Linked DNA regions of Sus scrofa: regions 1, 2 and 4 are each linked to region 3. Evidence: chromatin contacts called from public HiChIP or PLAC-seq and promoter capture Hi-C data. All regions are on one chromosome and are shown on one strand. The core of a region is the stretch at or near the end of the contact, and the rest is flanking DNA. Distances in the headings are between cores, read along the strand shown. Region 1 holds the start of G6PC3 (glucose-6-phosphatase 3). Region 2 holds the start of TMEM101 (transmembrane protein 101). Region 3 holds the start of UBTF (nucleolar transcription factor 1). Region 4 holds the start of GPATCH8 (G patch domain-containing protein 8).

Region 1 (5,851 bases), core at 1,315-3,814, 140 kb after region 3:
TTTTGTTTTGTTGTTGTTTTATTTTGGAATAGGAGAAAGCATGCTTTTTTTTTTTTTTTGTCTTTTTGCCTTTTCTAGGGCTGCTTCTTGCGGCATATGGAGGTTCCCAGGCTAGGGGTCTAATTGGAGCTGTAGCCACCAGCCTACGCCAGAGCCACAGCAACACGGGATCTGAGCCATGTCTGCAACCCACAGCACAGCTCACGGCAACGCCGGATCCTTTAACCCACTGAGCAAGGGCAGGGATCAAACCCGAAACCTCATGGTTCCTAGTCGGATTCGTTAACCACTGCACCTCGACGGGAACTCCGAAAGCATGCTATTTTTAAAAAAATGATAAGGAAGGAGACTGTGTGATGTGAGCTCTAAGATGCTCAGAAGTCCCATTCTTACGCCTCCCGCTGCAGGGCCAGCTCTGCTCTTGTCACCTATACGGAGCCCGGGCCGTAACTCTCACCCTGCCTCCCAGACCCTCCTGCTTCCTCTCTCTCCATTTCCCAAATCCCAGCCTGAATTACTTAGGTAAGCCGCTCAGATTTGAAAATGGGAGTCGTGGAATGGACAGAGAAGTCGAGAGAGAAAATGAGAAAGACAACAAAGTTGTTGCCAACAAAGTTCAAAATCCCCTCCCTGGCTTTAAAGCTGCTTTGCTTGACCCCAGGAAACACACTGCAGAGGCTGCTGTGGCCAGAAAAGAGAAAAAAGGTGGGAGATCAGAAAAGACGCCGGGGAGGAAGATAGAAAGGACTCACCTCCCAACCCCCCCCCCCCAAAAAAACTGAGCCTGGTTCACACACCAGATGCTCCACACAAGTCCTTAGGAAATGAATAGAGGCTTTGTCATGTGGGGGGCCATTAAGAGTGTCTACCCAAGGCAGGTGGTCTTAGGGGAACAGGAGGAGAGAGGGAGGCTTATGCAGACTTGGAGGAAGGAGAGCACAAAGCAAAGGCAATTGGGTAGGAAGGAAATGATTAGACAACCGCTTTTCCGTTTGCACTAGGCATGAAGCCCTTGCAGAGGAGAGTGGAAGGGAAGGTAGTTTTTTCAGCAAGTCATTCCAGCCCATTCAAGTGTCTCCTATGAACCTCCCTTCCCTCCCCCAGGCTGGCAATCTGGCAAGAGGCTAAGGTGAGGGGAGGTCCAGCTGCTGCACGCTCAGAAGAGGTACAGCTCCCTTCTGCACCTGAGAGAGAAAAGGTGGCACAGAGAGATAGCCCGGAAGGGCTCCACCCACTTGCCTGGGATTCCTGGCTTCTAAGTCTGTATGAAGAGCCCACTCGTGAATGAAGGGGAAAAGGAAGAGGAGAAAGTGGTCCCTGAAAGGCAATGCTTTAGCCCAGTCCTTTTGACAATTTACTGTGCACGTGAATCACCGGGGTCTTTGTTAAAAACACAGATTCTGATTCAGTAGCCCTGGTCTGAGGCCTGAGATTCTTCATTTTGAGCAAGTTTTTAAATGCTTTAAGTGCTGCTGGCCATTGTCCGGGGACCACACCTTAATTTGCAAGTCTTCCCCGTCCTTAGCAGCTAGTGCGAAAGCCTAGCATGAACGATGCTTCTTAAAAACTGAAAAACTTCTTGAAAAACTCGGTCAAATACACGAATGAATAAATAAGTTGTGATAAACAGTGAGTTGAGAAGCAGGACTTCCTGCTACTCAAGTCATCATAGATGCTTGTTAAAATACAGATTCCCAGCCCCTCCCCTAGAGTTTCAAAATCAGTCCATCAGAGGTGGAATGGGGTATTTGCATTTTAAACACGACCCCCTCGGTGATTTCTCTGATCAGGCCCGTTAAACCCTAGTCTAATGATTAGGAGGGGGATTCTGAGGTCTGAGTCCAAGACGCACAAAGATGCTCCAAGGGGAAAAGTCAGTGGCCACGGGCTAGGGGGTGGGCAGATCTTTACGGGGTCATGGGTTCACTGTTGGGAGGGTGCCAGGCCTTTGAGGCACCTGCTGAGAGAGAGATCAGGAACTGCACAGGACTTAAGGCCCTTGGGGGTGGGGGACCAGGACGCCGGAGGGCTTCGCTGTCTCACCACTTGAAGACGAGGTTGAGCCACTCGGTGATGAGGCTGATCCAGAGTACCGCGATGCCCACCCGGCGAGAGGCGTAGTAGGCCGCAGGGAAGTAGAACAGAAAGAGGCTTTTGGGGTCGCCCAGAAAGGTGACCCAGAGCCACACGTTCTCCAACCAGGGCAGCTGGTTCTGCAGCGCCTCGGCCATCGCGATGCCCGCGCCCAGTGTGGACTCCATGACCACCCAGTGGCCGGCCCGGCCAGGGTTTGATCTAGGGCGGAAGCGGAGGAGTCCAGGAGACAAGGAAACTGCTACTCACTGCGCTCCAAAGCCCACCCTTCGGAGTCGAGGCCACGCCCCCGGCAGCTGCCAGCGAAACCCCGCCCCTGCCCCGCCCCCGGCAGCCCCGGCTTGCCCCAGCCCGGCCTCCTGCCGGTACCGTTTCCTTCTGCGCTCTTCCCGGGCCTTCCTTTCTACTGGGCAGCGCAGGGGACAAATCTTTGCGAAGGCGTTTCCGCAGATCCCCACGTGGCTGCTGTTGCCGGCACGTGGGCATCAGCGTAAGAGGCCACTGCCGCTGCTGTTCCGGGTCAAGGGACAGACTAACCTGAGGGTCGGTGACGCGCCCAGGGTCCTTCCTTTGCTGCTGTGAGGATGGATATGTAATTTTTAGGGCCAGGATCCTTCCAGACCAAACCTTTCTCCTCCGCTACCGCTACCCTCCAAAGATATTTGGAGATCTTCTGGAGATCGAGCTAGGCATCTCCGGTGGGCGCTGAAGTGGGAGGCTGAGTTGGCACACACTGCTGGCTAATCGGTTCAAGCCTCCACTGCTTGAATTCAAACGCTGTTGATTTAGAGGCTGACAGATAAGCCTCTTGATCTTGAGAAGTTGTCCCTAAAGGCTTACACATAGCAGTCTAAGTCACACTTCCTCCCAGTTCTAAGCTTGCCTTGCTCCTCTCCTTTTGTCATTTTGCTTTCCAAAACCCCGCTGGGCAGATAAACCATGAGATAGTAGCTAGCTTGGTAAGGGAAGAGGAGGGGCACACACCCACGACAAAAATTGGAATAATCCTCTGAAGGAGCACACACAGAAAATAGAAATCTCAGCTATTCCAGGCGAGGTCTTGCCTAAAGGCAGAGGTGAGGTGGGAGGAGACTGCTGAAGTGGTTCCTTCCTACCTCAAGCAACTTTGTTCTTGGAGAGTGTTTTGTTTTGTTTTTTAAGGGTGAAGATGAAAATGTAAATCCGGGTTTTTCTTGGAAAGATTAATTTCACTAATTAAAACGGTGTGGGGAAGGGAAGCTAGATAAAAAAAATCTCATTTCACTCCTTTGCTAAATGTTTTTCAATTGCCCCAAAGGAAAAAAAAATTCAATTTCCTAAGTCTTTGAAAGTTTGCTTGGGCTCTAGCCACACAAATTTTACCAGCCCAGTCTCACACTGTTTCCTGATATTTCTGAGCTGCCTGATATCACCAAGCTCTCTTCTCTCAGGGGTCCTGGCATCTGCAGTTCCCTCTGCCTGGAACATGGCCACGCTCTTTCGCCGCTTATCCTTCAGGTCTCAGATTTTTTACTTCTTCCAGGAATCTTTTTCTAACAGTGCCTGGCAACCATTTATGAAAATCAACAATGACAACATTGCATAAAAAGTGGAGTGGCAGTTATTTATGACTTATGGGGGAGACATGAAGATTCTCTGAAAAACGCAAGGATGAGGGATTTGAATGTTTATTTCTATTAAAATGATTATACTAATATTGACCCAACATTAGGAAGTTGATGGCTCTTGCAAGGCAAGGAAAAATTTTTGAACTTTGTTCAGGTTAAGAAGTGTCAGGTCTGGCCCTTTGTGTCCCTCCCTCTGCCTGTTGTTATTTAGACGTGAGGCTCCAGAATTTCTATAGTGGAGGGGTAGATGGGTTAGGGATGGTAATTTGCAATAGTAGGGCTTGAAAATGCATCTGCATGGTACTTACACGTTAGGAAAATTGTTTTTGATCTTAGATAGTCATTAATAGGGAGCCCCAAACTCCTGCTCCATGGCTACAGTTGTCCCTACCACTGCTCCTCACTCTTTGCTTGGTTTTCTGGAGGAGGGGACAAGACCGGAGATGGGGAAGAATTTTGAGTTCCAAGGGTGAGGGGTGATGGCAGAGATACTACCATTTACTAAGGACCTACTACATGCCATGCATTTGTACTCGTTATTTTTTTTATCTTCCACTCCTCCCAAAGTCTCTATGAGGTATTGTCTAATATAGCATAGCAGTAAATAGCACTCTCTTTGGAAACAGGTAGATGGAATCTTTGCTAGTTGTGCGACCTTGGAAAAAGTTTAGCCTAAGACTTAGTTTCTTCATCTATAAAATGAGAATATTGACTTCTACATCGAAGGGTTGTTGGGTGCTCAATAGCGACAATACATACGGAGTAAAGAAACAGGATCAGGTTTAATAATTTGCTCAAGGTCATATAACTCAGTGGAATACTGATTCCAGTTTAGCCAATTCGACAGCCAAAGTCCTTTCCACTACCACTTTATAACTAGGTATAATCGTTTTGAGCAAGTTTTGATGAGTTTTCTGGGACTTCGATTCCTCATATGTAAAATACAGAGTTCATTCATTAAACTCTTGCGTCTAGGCGTGAACGTAATGAAGATTGCAGTTCCCTCCTCCTTCCTTTTTTTATTCTACATAGGTCATTTATCTTTAACTTCTAAAATGGACCCTGCAAACACTTCACCAAGTGGGCGCAGCTGCACAAACATAATTATTTAGATTCCTCTTTATTTCCTCGTCTACCCTCTTCCACCTAGGATCCCGCCCCACCCAACCCAGGCCACGCCCTGGCGTGTGACGTCAGCACGCCTCGTGCGTCGCGGCGCGGCGCTCACTGGGGGCCCGGCTTTCGCCCGCTGCTGCCGCCGCTGCCGCCGGCCGCGGCTGCTCTCCCAAGATGGCGGCTCCTCCGGGCGAGTACTTCAGCGTTGGGAGCCAGGTGTCGTGCCGGACGTGCCAGGAGCAGCGGCTGCAGGGCGAGGTGGTAGCCTTCGACTACCAGTCCAAAATGCTGGCTTTAAGTATCCTTCCCTGCGCGGAGCCCAAGGCCGGGCCGGCGTGTATGTGCGGTGGTGGTGGGGGGGCGGGGGACGACAGCGGTGGCTGGGGCCTCTCCGGGCCTAGGGGCGACCGGCTACCGCGGCGCTCGGAGCGCATGCGCGCGGCCCTGAGCTCCCCTCCCCCTCTCGCGGGTCCCTCGGTCCGCGGTGGGGACCCTGTCCCCCACGCGTTGTGGGAGCTGGGCCCCGTACGAGGGTGGGTGGGTGGAGGGGGCTTGACACGCGGGTGGCTTTTCGGGACGAACGCTAGGAGAGAGGACACAGTGATTAGAAGAGGGGTGGTCGTGGGAGGGGGCTGGGGAATGGAGCCCGGATGGAGGCGGGGAGGGTAAAATCCTGTGGGGACGGGGTGTGCAGAGTAAGGAACTGCTAGTGGGACAAGGGTATGGAGTTTAGGTGGTTTGTCTGCTGATGGGATTTCGTCCAAGAAAGGGCGGTGGGGTAGTGACCAAATGGGTCTCTCCTTTTTGGGGGGAGAGTAAGTGCAGGATAGGAGTTTGTATCTGAACTGGGGATGGGGCTTGTTTTCCTGGTGCTTGTGTGTGTGCTTGTGGTGCCAGTGGGGGCGGGGAGTGCTGAATTTTGGGCTTCTCAGTCATATGGAAATTGCTATTTTGGGGATGTTTGTGTTGGAAACCTGGTGCAGAGAGAGGACCACGTTTTTCGGGGGCTTATGTATCGATGTATGGGTTACAGG
Region 2 (6,181 bases), core at 32-2,531, 180 kb after region 3:
AATTCACATTGTCAGAAATGTTATTTGGACACCAGCCCTCTTCCCTTCACTACCCCCAGGGAAATGGAAACAGATTTCCCAAATTAAAAGGCCTAATGGAAGTACTTGTAGTCTTAACTTCAGTATTAGAAGATGAATTTATATGTTGCAGGGTGGGGGTGGAGGAAGATAGGTAGGGGTAGCGTTGTGGTGGCAATCCCAGAGTGCCCAGAACTTTTGCTTATTTATTCAACACATAATTACTGAGACAAAACGTAGTGGTAACACCTTGTGTTTATTTATCTATGCAGCACACAATTCATGAATGCATCTTCCTAGGCCCTGAGGATATAATAGTAAAAAAAGGAGATGTTATCCTTGCCCTCATGGAGCTCACAATCTAGTGTTAATCTAGTCATTAACAAACAAAAAAATCACAAGTATATAATTGCCAATATATCAAGTGAATCAAAGGAAGGGTGCCTGATGGTTATGAGAACATAAAATGGGCGAGCCGAGGCGTTCCCCCTGTGGCCTAGTAGGTTAAGGACCTGGTGTTTCTGCAAAAGCGGGCGCAGCACCCCTGGCCCAGGAAATTCCGTATGCTGCTGGGTGTGGCCCTAGAAAGAGGAAAAAAGAAAAAGCAAAACACCGAGGAGCTGAAAACAAAGAAGTGGGGAAGACCGGTGGAAGCCTACTGCAGTTAAACTGACAAAAGGTGGTGGTTTGGGCTAGAGTGGGAGCACCGAGCTGGAGAAAAACACACTGATTGAGATGTCTCATGTCCACATCAGCGCGCTCTCTTCTCTCAGGGGACAGCAGAAGTGCAGACCAGGGCCAGACTTCTCAGGAGTGGCTCTTAGAAGACCCTCCTACTTTGAACTTAAGCAGAAGCAGAGGGTTTCCTCTGGTGTGGGGGTTGTGTGTGTGTGTGTACACTATTGAACCCGCCATGTGCTAGGACCAGCACTGTCCCCCTTTCCCAGATATATCTTGTGAAGTGTAAGGCGATAGGGTTGGAGCCCAGGTTTAGATGCATTCAAAAGTTAGTTCGTTTACTGTTCCTTTTTCTACTCTAATTTTCAATTTTACAGCTACACGAAGGGGCCCTTAAGCCTCAGTGGGCAGAAGTTAAGGCTGAACCCCGCAGCTAGAACACTTCCCTCGGTCCAGAACTAGAGAAAGAGAGCTTTGTTTCCCGACGGAAGGGGAAAAAAAACCCTCGCGAGGCCCGGAAGTTGCGCGTTGCATTGCCCTCACCCACCTCCCTGGCCGGGGTGAGGCCGCGGCGGACTGCCCTTCTTCAAGATGGCGTCGAAGATGGGTTCGCGACGGTGGATGCTGCAGCTGATCATGCAGCTGGGTTCCGTGTTGCTCACACGCTGCCCCTTCTGGGGCTGCTTCAGCCAGCTCATGCTGTACGCTGAGAGGGCCGAGGCGCGCCGGTGAGCGGCTCCGCGCGGTCGCTGAACGTGGTGGGGGCTGTCCGGCCCGTCTCAGGAACGGGGGTGCGGTGAGGTGGGGAAGAAGTCGGGGCCCAGAAAGTTGGGACGCTTGTACTGGGGGGGATTTGGGGCCTCAAACTTGTTAGGGACTCTGGTCTGGAGCAAGGTGGGTAGCGAGGGTAGTGCGGGGTCCTAGCCATGAGGGGGGCTCTGGTTTGGGGAAGCAGTGGAGCTTGCGGGAGCTCAGGGTGTCCCGAGGCTCTTCCCGCTTCATTCTTTGCTTCATTCTGTCCTTGTTCCTTCCCACCTCCCGGCTCACAGGAAGCCCGACATCCCAGTGCCCTACCTGTACTTCGACATGGGGGCGGCCGTGCTGTGCGCTAGCTTCATGTCCTTTGGAGTGAAGCGGCGCTGGTTCGCGCTGGGAGCCGCACTCCAGCTGGCCGTTAGCACCTACGCCGCCTACATCGGGGGCTACGTCCACTACGGGGACTGGCTGAAGGTGAGCACCTCGGCCCTAGATGGGACCTCGCTGGGATGACGAGGAGCCAGTGCCCGGCACAGTTGGGTGAAGCCTGAGAAGGCGGAACCCCAGGCTTGTAGAGATTATCACAGATCGCAGAACAGAAGGATTTAGAGACCACACAAGCCTGCCTTTCAAAGTGTGGAAACTGAGGTCCAGAGGTGGGAAACAGACTTTCCCAAAGTTACACCACAGTTGGCATTACATTTACATTTAAATCCTTGGTTTAGGATGTAGTCTGTTATCTCAGACTCATAGGACAAAAAGGACCTTTGAAATATCTGATCTGACCATCTGATTTTATGAAATTTAATTAATCCTAGGGCAGCATTTAAGCCTGTAAATGCCAGAACCTGTGCTAGGCACTACATGCTTGGAGAAAAGCCTGGACTAAGGCACTACCCTCAAGGAATGGACTGTCAGTCCAGTAGGGGAGGCAGATGTGTGAATAGCTGCAGGACAGTGAGATCAGTGGTTACTTTGTGGAACAGACTATACTGTACACCAGAAAGAACACTGGGATTCAAGGGAGCAGAACTGGGGTGGGGAGGGGGGGCAATGCTTGGCATCTGGGTTCTGCCGCTTACTTTGTGTAGGACCTTGGACGACTTTATTAACCCTTCAGGGCCTCACTTTTCACTTCTGATAAAAAGAGTTATCTATCTCTGCTCTACCTGCCCACCACACTTGGAAATGCTAAGAGGGTTCATCACGTGGAGTGGGATGCTTCGAGATGGGCAGGCAGTTCTGCGCTGCGGGCAGCCAGCAGACCTGTGGTGGCTTCAGTTCCTGACTGGGGTCCCCTCGCCTCGGCCTAGGTCCGCATGTACTCGCGCACAGTTGCCATCATCGGCGGCTTTCTTGTGCTGGCCAGCGGCGCCGGGGAGCTGTACCGTCGGAAACCCCGCAGCCGTTCCCTTCAGTCCACCGGCCAGGTCTTCCTGGGCATCTACCTCATCTGCGTGGTAGGTTGGGGGAACGGTTGACTGGAGATGCTTGACGGAGTGAGCTGTGAGCCTGAGCCTGGCAGAATGCAGGGAGGTGGGCAGGATGAGGCCTCGCATGCAGTTCCTGATGACCTGGCTCCTGGCAGTTGCCCTGACCAGCTTCTGAGCCTTGGGGGACCTTCAAGAGACTGAGGGCTGGCTCAGAGTCCCTTCTTCCAACATGATGGCCACCCGGGAGAGGAGAGGGTGGATCGACCATTCAGTCCTAAGCCTGAGAGCCAGGATAGCAAGATGGCCTGCTCCTCTCACGGTTTCAGCCCCCAGAGGATTGGGAGAGGGGACAGAGGGGAGGTTTGGAGCTGATGGGGCTGCCTGGCAGAACCGGTTATATCCTGGGTGCTAGGGGAGGCCGGGGTGGATGGGGACGTGGACAGGCCCTGGGTCACTTGGCTTCATCTTAGTTCCTGGGCACCATCTCCCATGTGCAGGGTTCTGTGTTCAGAGGTGAGAGTCCTGGTCTGACTGTGGAACCTCTTCCTTTCCGAGCCCGCAGGGTGGGGAGACACAGAGGCCCCAGCCTCATGGTGTTCCCTAGCCTGAGGGAGAGACACAGAAAGCCCCCTGGGCAGAGGAGGGAGTTAGAAGCTCACCCTGTAGGTGCTGGCTTGTGTCTCGGGGAGGCCTTCCCCGGACAAGCTGCTTGGCCTGTTGGAGAGCCTCAGAGGGCGCTGTGTCTCTAGGCCTACTCCCTGCAGCACAGCAAGGAGGACCGGCTGGCGTATCTGAACCATCTCCCAGGAGGGGAGCTGATGATCCAGCTCTTCTTCGTGCTGTATGGCGTCCTGGCGCTGGCCTTCCTGTCAGGCTACTACGTGACCCTGGCTGCCCAGATCTTGGCTGTACTACTGCCCCCGGTCATGCTGCTCATTGATGGCAATGTTGCCTACTGGCACAGCACCCGGCGCGTTGAGTTCTGGAACCAGATGAAGCTCCTTGGAGAGAGTGTGGGCATCTTCGGGACCGCCATCATCCTGGCCACTGACGGCTGAGTTGCACAGCCTAGCGGGAGGCTGCAATGGGCATGCGGAGCCACAAGGGCCACCCTAGCTTCCTCCTTGCTGGCCCAGTTATGTTTATTTATGCTTTTTGGTCTGTTTGTTTGACCCTGTGTGTTGTGTGTGTGCACGCGCGCGTGTTGGTTGGAGGCAGGTCTCTTCCCCAGTTCCTGGGCTTGGGCCTTGGTGGGGGGGGGAGCCCTGGTGACTGTGCTTTACGGGTTTCTTTTTCCTGTTTGTTACGAGAGCTGGGGCCAGCTGTGCGCCTGGGTCTCCTGTCCCAGGGACGGGAGTAAGGCTGGACGAGGGTGGGGGTACCCAGGGTGGGAGCCAGTGGAAGGGAGACCGAGAACCAGCAGTGAGCCAATGTGAAGAATTCCTTTTCGAAACCTGCAGATGCAGGGAGGCTTTGCAGTGCTTTTCAGAGACTGAGAGTGAGTGCGTGTGTGGACACGTGGACCAGGCCCGGGAGAGCAGAGGGGCCAGGCACCGCGGAAGTCGTGGGCTCTCAGGGTACTCCAGTGTCAGAAACAGCACTAGCTGTCACCCCCTTTGAGGGCAGAACAGGCCCCCCATCCACTCCGGGCTGTGCAAGGGTGGGGCAGGCAGCAGCCAACTTCCTGCCTCTGGCCTTCTGTTTCCAGCCCCGTGGGGGTGGGCACCCTCCCAAACACCAGACCACACAGTCCTCCAAAAATAAACATTTTATATAGACATTTGGCTTTGCTTCTCTGTTCTCCCCACGGGACACTTTGCCATTGGCTGGGATTGATCTTGGGTTTCTTGAAAGCCCATATCTGGTTCAGCCCCACCTTGGTCCGCCCATGACCTTTCCCTGTTCCGAAAGTTCCCCCAGTTCTCTGACTCTCAAAAGTCTCCACATACTCCCTGTAGCGTGTGCTTTCTCTCACGTCAGTCCCTCTTGTTGCGGCTTGTCTTTTCCTCCCCATTCGGTGCCAGCTCTTTTCAAAGAAATCTTCGGTGGGGCCACTAGAGGGAGGGAACTAATGTTAAGCTTCCTGCTGGGAAGCCCAGGACTTTGCATTTCACAGATGAGGAAATGGAGGCTCAGAGGAAGTGCCACAGAGCCGGCTTCCAGGGCAGCTCTAATGCCCACGCCCAGACGTGTACTCTCCCCTCACCTAAGGGAAAACAGGCAGCTCTTGGGGTTGGTTCTGTCACAGCCCCTGCTGTGCCTTAGTGACCCCTCTACCTTCTCGTCCACACACCGCCAGACCGAAAGTAACCCCGAAGCCAGTTTGGCGCTTGGCACTGTGGGGGTCAGAAAGGTCGAGTGAAACCTGGGCCTTGGGACTGCTGCCCGTCCGAGATGTTCTGCTGCTGCAGAGAGGAGATGTGACCTCTAGGGGGGGCCAGGGAAACGCATCCAAGTCTGGGCTTGTATCTGAGCCCACCTGGAAGGGAGCCAGGGCTGCTGCCAGTCTGGCCTGTGAAATGGAAGATGTTTCCTAACTAGGGGGCAGGGGAGCCCCTCCGGGGGCTGCTGACAGCTGAGTGGGAGAGATGGTGGCAGCATTCATTCTGGGGCCTTGGTCTCCTTTAGCTCCTCTCTTCCCTCTGGGAGTCGCCTGGTTCCCCAGCCCTCAGGATCTGCTCCCAGAGGGTCACTGCTAATTTCCCTTCACGTGCAAGCTGATTCAGACAAGAATTTGCATTTTAATCAAGGCCTCCTGAGAAGTTGCAAGACCTGAAGGAATTCAAATGAGTGGTGGAGTCTCAGGCAGATGTGGGTGAGCATTTGGGCAAGGGAGCCTCCGAAGAGCACAGAGGCCACAGACTGGCCCACCCTTAAGCCCTGAGTAGAGCCCTGCCCTCCTCCTCCCCCCAAATCCCTGGACTGAAAATTGAAGGCCATCTGGTTGTGGCTTTGGAGCAAGTTGGGGATCTTGGGCAGGCCCTTCTTCCTGTACTTGTCCTCACTCAGGTGCCCCGCTCTGGGCGGGGCAGAGTAGGGGCCACCTCCTCTGCAGATCACTCAGCCAGCAAGCCTGGTCTGGCTGCCTGGGAACACCTCCAGCAGGCATGGCTTTTGGTCCACCCTGGCTGTCCCAGGGCCTACAGGGCTGGTGGAGAAGGTCAGCTGCCTGGGTCAGAAGCCGGCTTGCAGAAGGAGTCCGGCAGCCCCTTGGCATGGTTGACCAGCTCATAAGAGTCCCGGATGTCGGCCAGGCCAAACCAGAAGAAGATCCACTGCTTGTTGGAGAAGCTGCC
Region 3 (6,240 bases), core at 3,060-5,559:
TTGGGAACTTCCACGTTAAAAAAAAAGAAAAAACAAACAACAATGATATATCACTACACACCTAATAGAACGACAAAATTTCAAAAACACTGACAACACTAAGTGACAGTATCTAATAATGTCCAATATGTTTATATCTTATGATACAGGAATTCCACTCCTGGAAATACACTCAGGAGGAATGAATTCTTATATCCACCAAAAGATATGCGCAAGAATGTCAGAAGCAGTTTTATCCATAATGGTAAAAAACTGGAAACAACACATATGCCCATTAGAAGTATAAAGGATAGGAGTTCCTGTCGTGGCGCAGCGGAAACGAATCCAACTAGGAACCATGAGGTTGCGGGTTCGATCCCTGGCCTTGCTCAGTGGGTTAAGGATCCTGCGTTGCCATGAGCTGTGGTGTAGGGCACAGACTCGGCTCGGATTTGGCGTTGCCGTGGCTGTGGTGTAGGCTGGCAGCTACAGCTCTGATTGGAGCCCAAGCCTGGGAACCTCCATATGCCACAGGTGTGGCCCTGAAAAGACAAAAAAAAAAAAAAAAGTGAAAAGGATGAATTATGGTATAGTTATACCATGAAATACTACTTAGCAACGAAAAGGAATAAACCACTATACGCGCAATATCATAGATTACTATCAGAGATAAAGTTGGGTGAAAGAGGTCAAATGTTAAAGAATACATACTGGAGCTTCCGTCATGGCGCAGCATAGACGAATCCAACCAGGAACCATGGGATTTCAGGTTCCATCCCTGGCCTCGCTCCGTGGGTTGGAGATCCGGCATTGCCATGGCGTGGGTCGCAGACACAGCTCAGATCTGACATTGCTGTGGCTGTGGTGTAGGCTGGCAGCTGTAACTCCAATTCGACCCCTGGCCTGGGAACCTCCATGCGCCGAGTCCGGCCTAAAAAGCAAAACAAACAAACAAACAAAAACATACTGAATGAGTCCACGTAAATGAAGTCCGAAAACAGGCTAAACTATGGCAATAGCTCAGAATACTGCTGACATTTGAAGGAGCTGGCTAAATGCTGGAAATATTCGGTATCTTGCTTTGGGTGGTGGTTACATTATATATAAATGTACACATATACTATGTATACATATGTAAAAATCCATCAAGCTATACTCTTAGGTTGTGTACATTTTATTGTCTGTAAGTCATACCTCAATAAAAAAGAAAAATTGGGGAGTTCCCGTTGTGGCGCAGTGGTTAACAAATCCGACTAGGAACCATGAGGTTGCAGGTTCAGTCCCTGCCCTTGCTCAGTGGGTTAACGATCCGGCGTTGCCATGACCTGTGGTGTAGATTGCAGATGCGGCTCGGATCCCACATTGCTGTGGCTCTGGCGTAGGCTTGGTTGCTACAGTTCCGATTCGACCCCTAGCCTGGGAACCTCCACAGGCCGCAGGAGCGGCCCAAGAAATGGCAAAAAGACAAAAAAAAAAAGAAAAATTTGAAGTTCCCTTGTGGCACAGGGGGTTAAGGATCTGGCATTGCTGCAGCTATGGCTCAGGCTGCAACTGGAGGGTGGGTTTGATCCCTGGACAGGAACTTTCACAAGCCACAGGTGGGCCAGAATAAACAAAACAAACAAATAAACATGGGACAATACCTCCAGAAAGAAGAAGAAGCTTTATGTCACCATTTTAAATTTTAAAAATAACATTTCCAGAGTTCTCTGGTGGCTCAGAGGGTCAAAGATCCAGCATTGTTACTGCTGCCACTCAGGTTGCTGCTGTGACTCAGGTGTGATCCCAGGCTTGGGAACTTTTGCATGCTGCAGGTGTGGCCAAAAAAGAAAAAAAAAATTTTTTTTTCCAAATACACGTTATAATACATAACTTTGAAAACAACATGTTCATTGGTATTCTACCACATAGAATAGAAATTTAAGTGCCACACTTTGGTTTAGGCATTCCAGGCACAGTAGGGGTTTTATATGAGCTAGTGCTGGGATACTGGCAACCCAGGGAAAATCTGGGGCTACGTGGAGAATGTGTAGCTAGGATTGTGCCCTGTCACCAGCCTGGGCAGGGGTTGTGAAATGCCGAAGCTCTGCATCAAGGCGCAGGGCAGAAAACTGGGAGAGAGGGGGGAATGAATGGGAAGAGGGGCCAAAGAAAAAAGGCCAAGGGTAGGTTCCCTCAGGCCCTGGCCCACAGCCCAACTCCTAGACTCCTGACCTCACCAAAGACACAATAGATGTAAAACAAGCCAATCAGTTTCCAAGTGGGACGAGTTCCAGCCATGACTTTTGCTGCCCAAGGAATGAAAAATCAATAATAATCATTCTTATGATTCATGTTCATCCTGTTTTATTCCAAAGTACTTTACCGAAAGGCCCCTTGGCCCAGCCAAGAAGTTTAGGCGGGGAGCCAGGACACCTGGACTCCAGATCTGTGTATGAAAGACTTGGAACTTTGTTTCTAAGTTTCTCCCACTGTAATCGTCACAAGTGACATTGCGGAGTAGTTTAACAGCTTTACGTACATCATTTCACTAGACTCTCCAACCCCTGGCGAGGAGAGCAGAGAACATAAGATTGCTAGTTTAATCTTATAGTCAAGGAAACTGGGCTCAGATGAAGTTAGGAGATCCCATCAAACTCAAACCATTAAGAAGGCGAGGAAGCCGAGAGGCTCAGATGCTGGAACTTTTGACTCCAAACCCTTTGCTGTTTCCCAGTCAGAAGAAGAAAGTCAGTCCCTGCCAGTTCTAAGTACAGTATGAGTTGGCTTGATCATACACAAAATGCCCTCTGTAGGTGCCAAGGGCAGAGCTGGGCTTGTGGAGCTGAAACTTGCATAATTGTGGGGGTGGGGGGGTGCTGCCAGGCCTCTTTAACAAAAATACCAAATGATGGATCAAAATTAAGGGCCTAAGACAGCCCCTGTGATAAGGGGCCCTGAAGCTTAAACTTCATTAGCATCAAGGCAAATCGGCCCCTCCTACGTGCTCTACCCACTAGAAAATCCTGACACACCAGATCTTGACAGGATTTTCCTCCCTGTTTATGAAACGTGGCAGATGTGGGCTCTGGAAGCCCTGGAAAAGGAATCTCATTTCTCCCGGGAGACATGAGGAACCGCAGCAGCAGCAGCGAAGCCCGCCTGTGAAGATGGAGAAGGCTGTTTGCCAGGGGAGAGTCCAAAGGGGCCAGTGACCCAGCTGGCCGAGATGTGGCCGCAGCAGTGCTGGCGTGGTAGGCTGGCATCCCAGGAGCCGGGAGCAATGGCGCTGCCCCCGGAGCGATGGCCCAAACTGTAGGCTCGCCTGTCGGAAGCGGGCGTTCTTCAGACTGTCATCTGGCTTCCTGCGTCCAGATAAACCCTCCGCGGAGGAGGACAGGCAGAGGAAGACAACCACAGACGACGGCAGTTGGGAGGGTGGATGGTGGTCCCGCCCAGGCCTTTCGATCCCCGGCCCGCAGGGTGGTAGGAGAACAGAGGCCTACGAGGAGGCTGCCCCGCTGCGGCTTGCGCGGCGAGGCCCGGGTGCCAGGCTCCCCTCTTGGCTCCCCGCCGCCGCTGCCGGGGGTGGGGGTAGTGGAGGGTGGGGGGCAGCGCCCGCAGCCTGCTTTCCCAGGGCTGGCCGAGCCTTTTTGACAAGCCGATTGCGTGGCGGGGATTGGCTGGTCCGGGCGTGACGCCGGTTAACAACAAAGGTGGAGTTGGAAGAAATTAGATTAAAGGAAAGGGAAAAAAAAAAAAAAAAATTAAAGGGGGAGCTGGCAGGGGACAGGCGGCAGAGACCGAAGGGGAGATGCACGAAGCGAGGTCTCAAGCTCCAAGTTCACCCCGGATACCCCTTTGCCTAAACCCAACGGGGTTTTTGCTCTTTATCCAGACGCCGGCCCAGCCACTGAAGCCGGGGTGGGAGGGACGGTTGCTGCTTCTTGAGAAATACCCCCACCTCCCACCCTGACACCCCCTTGCTACGGCCCAGGGGGAGAACTTTTTGCTTGGACTTCCTCGGATCCTAAACCCGTAGGAGGTGAGGGGCACTGAGAACAACGAGGGGCTCGCTCCAAAACCCGGAAGGCCCTGGCGGAGCCCCGAGATCGGACTAGGCGGGGTGCTCCCCGGGTTTTTCAATGTGTTGCAAGCCTAAGAGCTATTTGCTTGCTTTTATCTTTTTCTTTCTTTTTTGTTTTTTTGTAACACTCCCCCTTGCTCCCCACCCCCCACCCACTCCGCTCTGGCTCTAGGGTTGCAAAAGCAAAGAGCAATAAAAAAAAAAAAAAAAAAAAAAAAAAAAAAAAAACCCGCGCACACACTCAGACACACACCAGTGGCGACAGGGGAGAGTTGGAAAGACGCAGGAGAGAAGCAGGAGGCAGGAGGCAGCAGGGAGGGAGCAATGGGAGCGGGAAGCCGGCAGGTTCCCTCGCAAATCCCCCTCCGGCCCCACGTCGCCTCGCCGGCCCCGGCAGGGGAGCGAGGATCCGGGCAAGCAGATGGAGGAGTGGAGCTCGCTCTAGGCAGCGGGCTTGGCCGGAGAATGGAGGAGCCGCCAAGCGATCGGCTGATTGGAAGAGAAACGCAGAGCGATGGAGGCGGGGGTAGGAGGACGATTTCTCTGCGGGGACTGGCGGCGGCGTATACGCCCGGGTCGGGCGCTGCAGAGCTTGGCTAGCTTTCAACCCGCGCTCGCCGGCTACAGCCCCGCGCGCCCCCACCCCTAGCCCTCCCGGCGGCTCCGCAGGTGAGTGCGAGCTGGGGGCAAAAAAAGACCCGAAAGTCTCAACAAGCCCGCCCTGCCAAAGGAAAAAAAAAAAAGAAAAGCATTTTTTCCTTTTCTTTTTTTTTTTATTTTCATGCAACCCCCAGAGCGGTGGGAGGGAAGGGGTGAGGCTGAGCCGCTCGGAGGAGGCGGAGGGGCCAGGCGAGGCCGGAGTGGCCCGGGAGGCGGCGGCGCCGAGGCGGCTCTGACGGGCGAGCGCTCGGAGCGGCGCTGCGCTGCGCCGAGGCGGGCGGGCGGGCGGGCGGAGCGGGGCGGGCGGAGCGCGGCGCGTGGGGCTCGCCATTAGCCGTCGCTCCGCTTCGCCATCTCGGGCTTTGTCTGGCGACTCGCTGCCCCGGCGTCGGCTGCGGCGGAGCTGCGGCTCGGCTCTTCGGCCCGCAGCACCCCTAAGGCGCCCCTGGCCCGCACTCCCATTCACACGCTCGGTAAGTGAGCCCCAGCGCCGCGGATTTCGGGGGAGAGGGGTTGCTGCGAGCGGCGGCAGCGACGATCTCCATGCGCCCGGGCAGGCCTGGGGAGCCATGCCGGGCTGGATTGAACCAGCTCCCAGAAAGGCTCCTCCGCCGGAGCCCGTTGCCCCCTCGCCGTTTGCGGAGTGTAAGCACAGGATTTTTTTTTTTTAATTTGCAAGGAGGATATTTTGTAGGAATAATTTTTTAAAAGTTCGTGTGTGTGCTGCTTGGCAGCGAGGCGACCGCGAGGCAGGCTCCGAAGCCTGGCGCCGCGATCGGCGGGCGTGCGCCCCAAGCCGGTGGCTACGCTCCGGGGATAAGGGTGGGCGCGGACCGCCCGCTCCGGGAGGCAGGCGAGGGGAGCGGGTGAGGGCCGGCGTGGAAACCTGAATCTGAGCTGGGAAGACTTAAGAGAGAGCTCCGGAGCAAGGCTGCAGGCACCCCCCGAGCCTCCCTGGCCGCCGGGGGGCCCTCCGGGCACCCTCTCTGCGGCCGCGCCTCGAGCCCTCCCTCCCGCGCCGGCCGAGCCTGCCAGTTCCCCCGCGGGTCTGGCGAGGTCGCTCTCGGCGCCCGCCCGCCCGCCTGCCTCGGCTCCGAGCCCCGCCGCCATCCGGGCGGCTGCGTGTCTCCCTGCCCCGGCCCCCCCCCTCTCCGGCGGCAGCAGCCGCCGCCGCCGCCGCCACCACCACCACTACCACTACCACCACCACCACCCCCTCCCCTCCTTCCTTCCCTCCGCCTCGGCCGCCCGGGTCCCCCAGCTCCCGCCCCTCCTCCCAGCTGCCCCCCGCGGAGCCCGCCCGGGCAGGCTGTGGGAGGGAGCGGAGCCGGCGAGGCGGGCGGGCTGGCGCTCGCTCCCCGGGGGTCGGTGTGCGCTCTACGGGGAAGGACGCGCTCGCTGCCCCGCTTCTCCCGCCCCCCCTCCCGCTCCTCCTCCTCCCTTCTCCCTCCTCCTCCCCGCTCCGGCGGCGGAGGCTGCGGCGGCGGCGGGGGGTGTGCGAGCTGAGGCCGGGGCCGGCGGGCGGGCGGCGGGCG
Region 4 (5,845 bases), core at 2,794-5,293, 210 kb before region 3:
TACTATCACCAGCAGTGTTTTCTTTTTTTTTCCCTCGAATTGTTTGAATGCCTTTGGTCATTGTGAATACCTTAGGTTTCTTTTTCTCTCATTGCCTTAGTTTTATCCCAGGTCTCACACTTAAGTTCCTGTCTTTCCTCTGGGTGAACAGGGATGAACAGACTGTGTCTGAATTTTATTAGCTGTGTGACCAAGAACAAATGGTTTGATCTTTATTTTTATATATATATATATATATATATATATATATATTTTTTTTTTTTAGGGCCCCACCGGTGGCATATGGAAGTTCCCAGGCTAGGGGTCAAATCAGAGCTACGGCTGCTGGCCTACACCACAGCCACAGCAACACCAGATCTGAGATGTGTCTGTGACCTATACCACAGCTCATGGCAACATGGGATCCTTAACCTGCTGAGCAAGGACAGGGATTGAACCTTCGTCCTCATGGATCCTAGTTGAGTTTGTTACCCCTGAGCCACGAAGGGAACTCTCTGATTTGATCTTTCTGAGTCTTGTCTTGTCATCTGCCCAATGAGGATAATTATGCTATCAGCTATTTAGATGACTTTGAGATTAAATGTGTGAAAATTAATAAAAGGCTCACTAAAATGGTTTCCAGAGGACAGAAGGGGGGTTTTCACTCACATACCACTCCATGTGAACAAAGATTCCAACTGGAAGAGATGTACTGCGCATCTCTGGCAGGAAGTGACACTGCTTTGCTACCAGCCCGGGGAGAAAGATTTTCTCCTTGCCTGGCAACAGCCTAGCCAATGAGAGAAGGTCACAATTCAGCCAGTGAAAAGCCACTGTACTTTGAACTCCCAGTTTCCTCCCGTGAACTTCTTGTTTATAACAACCCTTCCCAACTTGCCCTTCTCCTCTACCAAAAAAACCTTCCTCTCCTTTGCTTTATGGGACTTGCATGGGGTTTGCTGTAAATCCATTTGTCAGTTAAAAAAAAAAAAAATTGGCTGTTTTATTGTTTTAGGTTAACGGGAAGATTTAAATATCTTTTTTTTTTTCTTTTTTAGGGCCCCACCCGTTGCATAGGGAGGTTCCCAGGCTAGGAGTCAAATTGGAACTACACCTGCCAGCCTACACCACAGCCACAGCAATGCAGGATCCCAGCCACATCTTCGACCTACAGCACAGCTCACAGCAACGCAGGATCCTTAACCTGCTGATGGAGGCCAGGGATCAAACCTGCAACCTCAAGGTTCCTAGTCAGATTCGTTTCTGCTTGACCACAATGGGAACTCCAATTTTCTACATTCTTATCACTCATTGACTTCCCCCATTAAACACTTTGGAGAAGTGTAAATCTCTCTTAAAACCTATTAGATATTCCATTAGATTTCTTTTCACCAATAACCTTCCTGAGGGCCTCTGTCCGCTTATGTCCTCCTGTTCTCATCTGGATGGGATGTTTTTAGGCCTGCTGCACAGCTGTCATCTTGGAATGTCTCTACACCGGTCACACTGGGAATTCTCTTTGCTTCTTTCTCAGGTTCCATCTCTGCTTTCTGGATCTCAGCTCTCCTTCTTTCTCACTTTACTCCTTTGTTTTGCTGTGGAATATAATTTAGCGGCTTCCAACACAAGAGTATATGGGAAATAATTTTTTTAATAGCTTGCAGGTCAAAAAAGACATTTTTCTCCTTCATAGTTGATTAATGATTTGTGATTGACTTTTTAACAGGATCACTACCTTCAAGCGTGTAGGGGGTCAAGGTAGCAGCAGATCACTTAGTAGGTATTGCAATAATAAAGGAGAAAGTTAGGGTGGCTTGGGCCAGGTGTATTTTTATCCCATTTTCTGGGAACTTCCCACAACTTTATTTTCTAACTCTTCTATTGAATTTTTAACTTCTGCTTAAAATTTTTTAATTTTAAAAGTTATTTCTCAATCTCCAAATATTCTCTATTCGGCATCCTATGCTCCCTGATGTCGTTCCTTGTTCTCTGATGTGATCTTATGTCTCCATGGATAATGATTATAATTTTTTTTTTTTTTGCTACCTCCATTACCTCTGACTCTTCGGAAACCCTTTTCCTGTTGTTTCATTTTGGTTCTTGATGGGAGTTATTTCTGTCTCTCCTTCAATGTCTGGTAGTCACTGGCTATCCATGCATATTCAAGAGCTGAGTGGGAGAGCTCTGTGGATGGGATGGGGCTACCTGAATGATGGACTTCTCTATGGGATACATGGGCAGGAACAAGATCTTATCTTGAGGAGACCCCACTCCTCACTCCTAGTTTTGGTATGTGTATGTTTTTTCTCACTAAGCCATTCAGTTTCTCAGAGAGGGATCCTATAGTCTCTTGCCAGGAGAAGACCTGCTCTCTGACAAGAAGGTTGCCTTTTACCAAATCTTCCCATTTTCAGCATGATGGCTCCCTCCTTAGCTGTGACACATATGTTGATGCCTCTGTGGTTCAGCCTTTTCAGAGGAGAACCCTCCCAGTTTGCTACCTGGGTGGGACTAGAGTCTAACAGCCCCTTGAACTGCCTCGTAACTAGTCCTTTTTTTTTTTTTTTTTTCTTTTCTCTTCATTGCTGCACTTGTGGCATATGGAAGTTCCCAGGCTAGGGGTCGAATTGGCACTGCAGCTGCTAGCCTACACCAAAGCCACAGCAACTTGGGATCAGAGCCAGGTCTGCAACCTACACCATAGCTCACAGCAACGCTGGATCCTTAACCCATTGAGCAAGGCCAGGGATCGAACTCACATCCTCATGGATACTAGCTGGGTTCTTAACCCACTGAACCACAATGGGAACTCCCTATGACTTTATCCTTTAAATGTCATTTTAGTGGGGTTAAGAGGAGAAGAGGTAAATGTGTTTTGTGTATCCATGGGATTCAGGTTGCCACATTTATGCACAAGTCATTTCACAATGTTTAAATTCTGAGTGTTCTGCCTCTCCTTATACAAAGAGGCAGCTCTTTTCACTGCTTAGAACTATATTCTTGGACTAGGAGTTGGGTGAGGCAAAGTGTGACAAAAGAATAGAAGATACACACATTCTTTCCAAAAAATTACCTTCATTTTGATTCTCAGGTAGAGAAAGAGTCATTTTTCCACCGTGGGATTTCCATCAGCTACTCTTTGGAAAAGCAGGCAAGTCCAGCTGTCTTTCTTATGGTTTTATGTATTTTGGCTAAGGGAGCTGGAGGGCTGGGTGGGGTGCTCAGGAAGGTCAAAAGATGGAAAAATCTGATTCATAACTCATACAAAGTCAGTGCTAGGCAGGGGCAGTAGAGATTACTGAATTCAATTTCCTTTTTTTTTTTTTTAAATGGAAGCTGAAGCCCAGAGGGCTGTAGTTGATTTGAATAGACTTTGGTCTCTTGGGAAATACTTCTCTCTAATGATCGTTAGAAAATGTCACGTTATTAGTAGTCATTGGCCCTTTGAGTGCTCCAAGGCTGCCGGGCCCCTTTCTGTTCCTTGGTCAAAGGTCTTTTCAGAGGGCGTTCTTCTCATGACCAGTCTGGTTTTTTGCTCTTGTTGCCTTTTTGGTTTTTTGGTAGCACTCGTTAATTTTTAAAATTATGTAATTATTTTATTATTTATCTGGTTTTCCCTGTAAGCACTATGAGAGAAGAGATCTTTCCTGTCTCGTTCGCCACTCAATCCTCAGAGTGAACCGGGATTCGAACCTAATAGTCTGGGTCCAAAATCCGCGCTTTCAGCCACTACATTATGCTCTTATTTGGTGAAGAAAGCAGAGGATGGGCTTCTGCGTTCCTAGGCAAGCAAGAGGGCAAGAAGACATCTCCCTACTGGGAGAAACGAGCAGGTGGAAAACATCCGCACCCAAGCGAGCGGCGCCCCCTCTTGACCTTTCTCTCCGGAAGCGCATGCAGGCCTCCGCTGCGAGTGCGCACGCGCGGCCGCCGGGGGTCGCTCTGGGTCGCGCGCGGAGCGGGGACGTGAGGGGAGGTTCCGCCCCTGGGGCAGAAGGGCGCCTGCGCCAGCGGGGCTCGGGTCGGGACGCGCAATCTCGCTCCCTCCCTCCCTCGCCTGCGCGCGCGGGTGGGCGTGGGAGGAGGCGGGGAACAGGGGAGGGGAGCGAGGGGGCGGGTGTCGCGGGAGGGACGGAGCGAACCGTAGAGCGTCGTCCTGAGAGGAGTGAAGGCGGCAAAATGGCGGACCGCTTCTCCCGCTTCAACGAGGACCGAGACTTTCAGGTAAACACGGGCGTCGCCGAGGATCCGGGGAAGGCGCTGGCCGCGCCAGAACCTCCTCATCCCCTGCTCCCAGCTCTCCACCCCCACCCCCCCGTTCTGCTCCGGCTTCCGAACCGGCTCCCTTTTCTCCCGCGTCCGATTCCTCCAGGGGCCTCCTAAGCTTGAGGCGAGGCCGCATCTCCTCTCAGCTCGTATTCTTACCTCTTAATTCAGGCGGCAGGGTTTGCGGCCTCGGTCTGTTCCGGCTGCGGCTTTGGGAGCCCCAGCCTGGCGGCTGAGTGGGGGGCTGTGCTGCCCTCGGGTGTGCCGGGCGTGTGCGGGCGCTAGGTTGGCTCCCAGAGGCAAAGGGGGGGTGGGGTGGGGGTCAGAGGGCTTGGGGCGAGTGTTGCTGAAACCAGGGCTCCCGAACCCCTGGATTTTGCTCGTACGGCTCTTCTTGGGGTTCTTCTCCCTCTTTCCTCACTGTAACAAATAAATCCCTTTCATTGTCTATTTTATCATTTCCTTGCCCGGAAAAAAGGGGCTTTATTTATCAGATGCCTTCTTGGTTAGTCACACAATGAGATTTTCCTGGGCGAAATGTTGTTGTTGTCATTAGGCCGTTAATTGGCCTTGCAAAACAGCTTGGAAGATGGTCGATGTAAGCTTAGCCCCAAATCCTACCTTGAGCGATTTGTAAGAAGCGTCATGATAACGGACTTTACAAGCAGATGATGACTAGTATCAAAGGCTTGATTTTTCTTTCCAAAGTTGCAAATGTTGTCTGGAAAAATGTCCTTGCCATGGCAGGCGTTATGGAGGAAAAAATAAAGGCCAAATGAGAACAACACGTCTTTCGGCTGTTTCGAATACCTTCCTGTTGAGCATTGTTACCGCAGAAATCTCTGCGACTAAAGGGCATTTGGTAGAGATGGGCTCTTTCTAGGGTAAAAGACATCCTCAGAGTCTCAAAGAAACCACTGCATTACTACCGCATATCCCAGCAACAGCAGTTTGGGTCTGGGGATGAACAACCGAACTCAAGTTTTTATCCCGCTGCAGATCTTTCTCAGCAACACGGGGATATTCTAGTTTGGTTTCAAAAGGCAGTTTGAAATGGTTTGAATTCCCCGGGAAGATTGGGTTGGTAAATAAACAGGTAAAGCAGTTCAGCCAACACTGTTAACAGTCTAATGCATAGAACGCTAAATGAGAAGTTTTGCAGCAGCAGTAAGGGATCTGGGGGCTGTCGAAAAGCCTTGTGATCAGGCGCCTGCTGTATAGCTGCAGCACTACACAAGATCTCAAGGTGTTTGAAGATATTATGCAAGTCCAGGGAAGTTTGAAGTAGTTCATATTAGCCGTTTCCCTGGGACATGATCTCTGGAAAAGGTGGTGGGTTTGGTTTTGTTTTTAGGGAGCACCATAAAACATGAGTAAGCTGCAGGATGTGTGGGGTTTATTGGTAGTTTTTAAAGAGACGGGTGACAACTAAAACCCTCAAATACTTTTAAGAGGAGGTAATTTGAAGGTCACTTAGTAAAATTGAAAATAGATAATATGGACAATTAAGTTTTGTGTTTGTCAGCCACAGGATTTCAGCAGTCTTAAACAGGATTTGCAGGGCCTTGACAGTTTTTGAAAACTGGAGAGCAGAGTATGA

Evidence for each region. Promoter capture Hi-C pulls out the DNA fragments that hold promoters and counts their contacts. HiChIP or PLAC-seq counts read pairs in DNA pulled down with a chosen protein or histone mark.
Region 1: a contact with region 3 is called in an H3K27ac HiChIP or PLAC-seq map of alveolar macrophages. The contact joins the promoter of G6PC3 here to the promoter of UBTF in region 3. A contact is called at or near these places in 3 of 47 Hi-C or Micro-C datasets (retroperitoneal adipose tissue and skeletal muscle) and 1 of 2 datasets of contacts at active chromatin or transcription factors (alveolar macrophages).
Region 2: a contact with region 3 is called in an H3K27ac HiChIP or PLAC-seq map of alveolar macrophages. The contact joins the promoter of TMEM101 here to the promoter of UBTF in region 3. A contact is called at or near these places in 1 of 5 promoter capture datasets (liver), 1 of 47 Hi-C or Micro-C datasets (liver) and 1 of 2 datasets of contacts at active chromatin or transcription factors (alveolar macrophages).
Region 4: a contact with region 3 is called in a promoter capture Hi-C map of fetal skeletal muscle, with 3 times the contacts expected there. The contact joins the promoter of GPATCH8 here to the promoter of UBTF in region 3. A contact is called at or near these places in 3 of 5 promoter capture datasets (fetal liver, fetal skeletal muscle and liver), 20 of 47 Hi-C or Micro-C datasets (alveolar macrophages, brain, embryonic fibroblasts and 12 more) and 2 of 2 datasets of contacts at active chromatin or transcription factors (alveolar macrophages and skeletal muscle).

Annotation. Positions count from the first base shown.
Region 1 is chr12:19,123,727-19,129,577 of Sscrofa11.1, forward strand. It overlaps G6PC3 (glucose-6-phosphatase 3), which reads right to left and starts at 2,565. Exons shown (of 7, transcript XM_003131354.4): 1 at 2,464-2,565; 2 at 2,044-2,295. The coding sequence starts at 2,261. It overlaps LSM12 (protein LSM12 homolog), which reads left to right and starts at 4,904. Exons shown (of 5, transcript XM_021066900.1): 1 at 4,904-5,115. The coding sequence starts at 4,992.
Region 2 is chr12:19,164,352-19,170,532 of Sscrofa11.1, forward strand. It overlaps TMEM101 (transmembrane protein 101), which reads left to right and starts at 1,282. Exons shown (of 4, transcript NM_001244685.1): 1 at 1,282-1,424; 2 at 1,746-1,926; 3 at 2,766-2,912; 4 at 3,635-4,663. The coding sequence starts at 1,288. The coding sequence ends at 3,943. It overlaps NAGS (N-acetylglutamate synthase), which reads right to left. Exons shown (of 6, transcript NM_001097520.1): 6 at 6,047-6,181. The coding sequence ends at 6,047.
Region 3 is chr12:18,985,540-18,991,779 of Sscrofa11.1, forward strand. UBTF (nucleolar transcription factor 1) reads left to right here and starts at 4,310. Exons shown (of 20, transcript XM_021066877.1): 1 at 4,310-4,714.
Region 4 is chr12:18,772,461-18,778,305 of Sscrofa11.1, forward strand. It overlaps GPATCH8 (G patch domain-containing protein 8), which reads left to right and starts at 4,044. Exons shown (of 8, transcript XM_021066861.1): 1 at 4,044-4,203. The coding sequence starts at 4,159.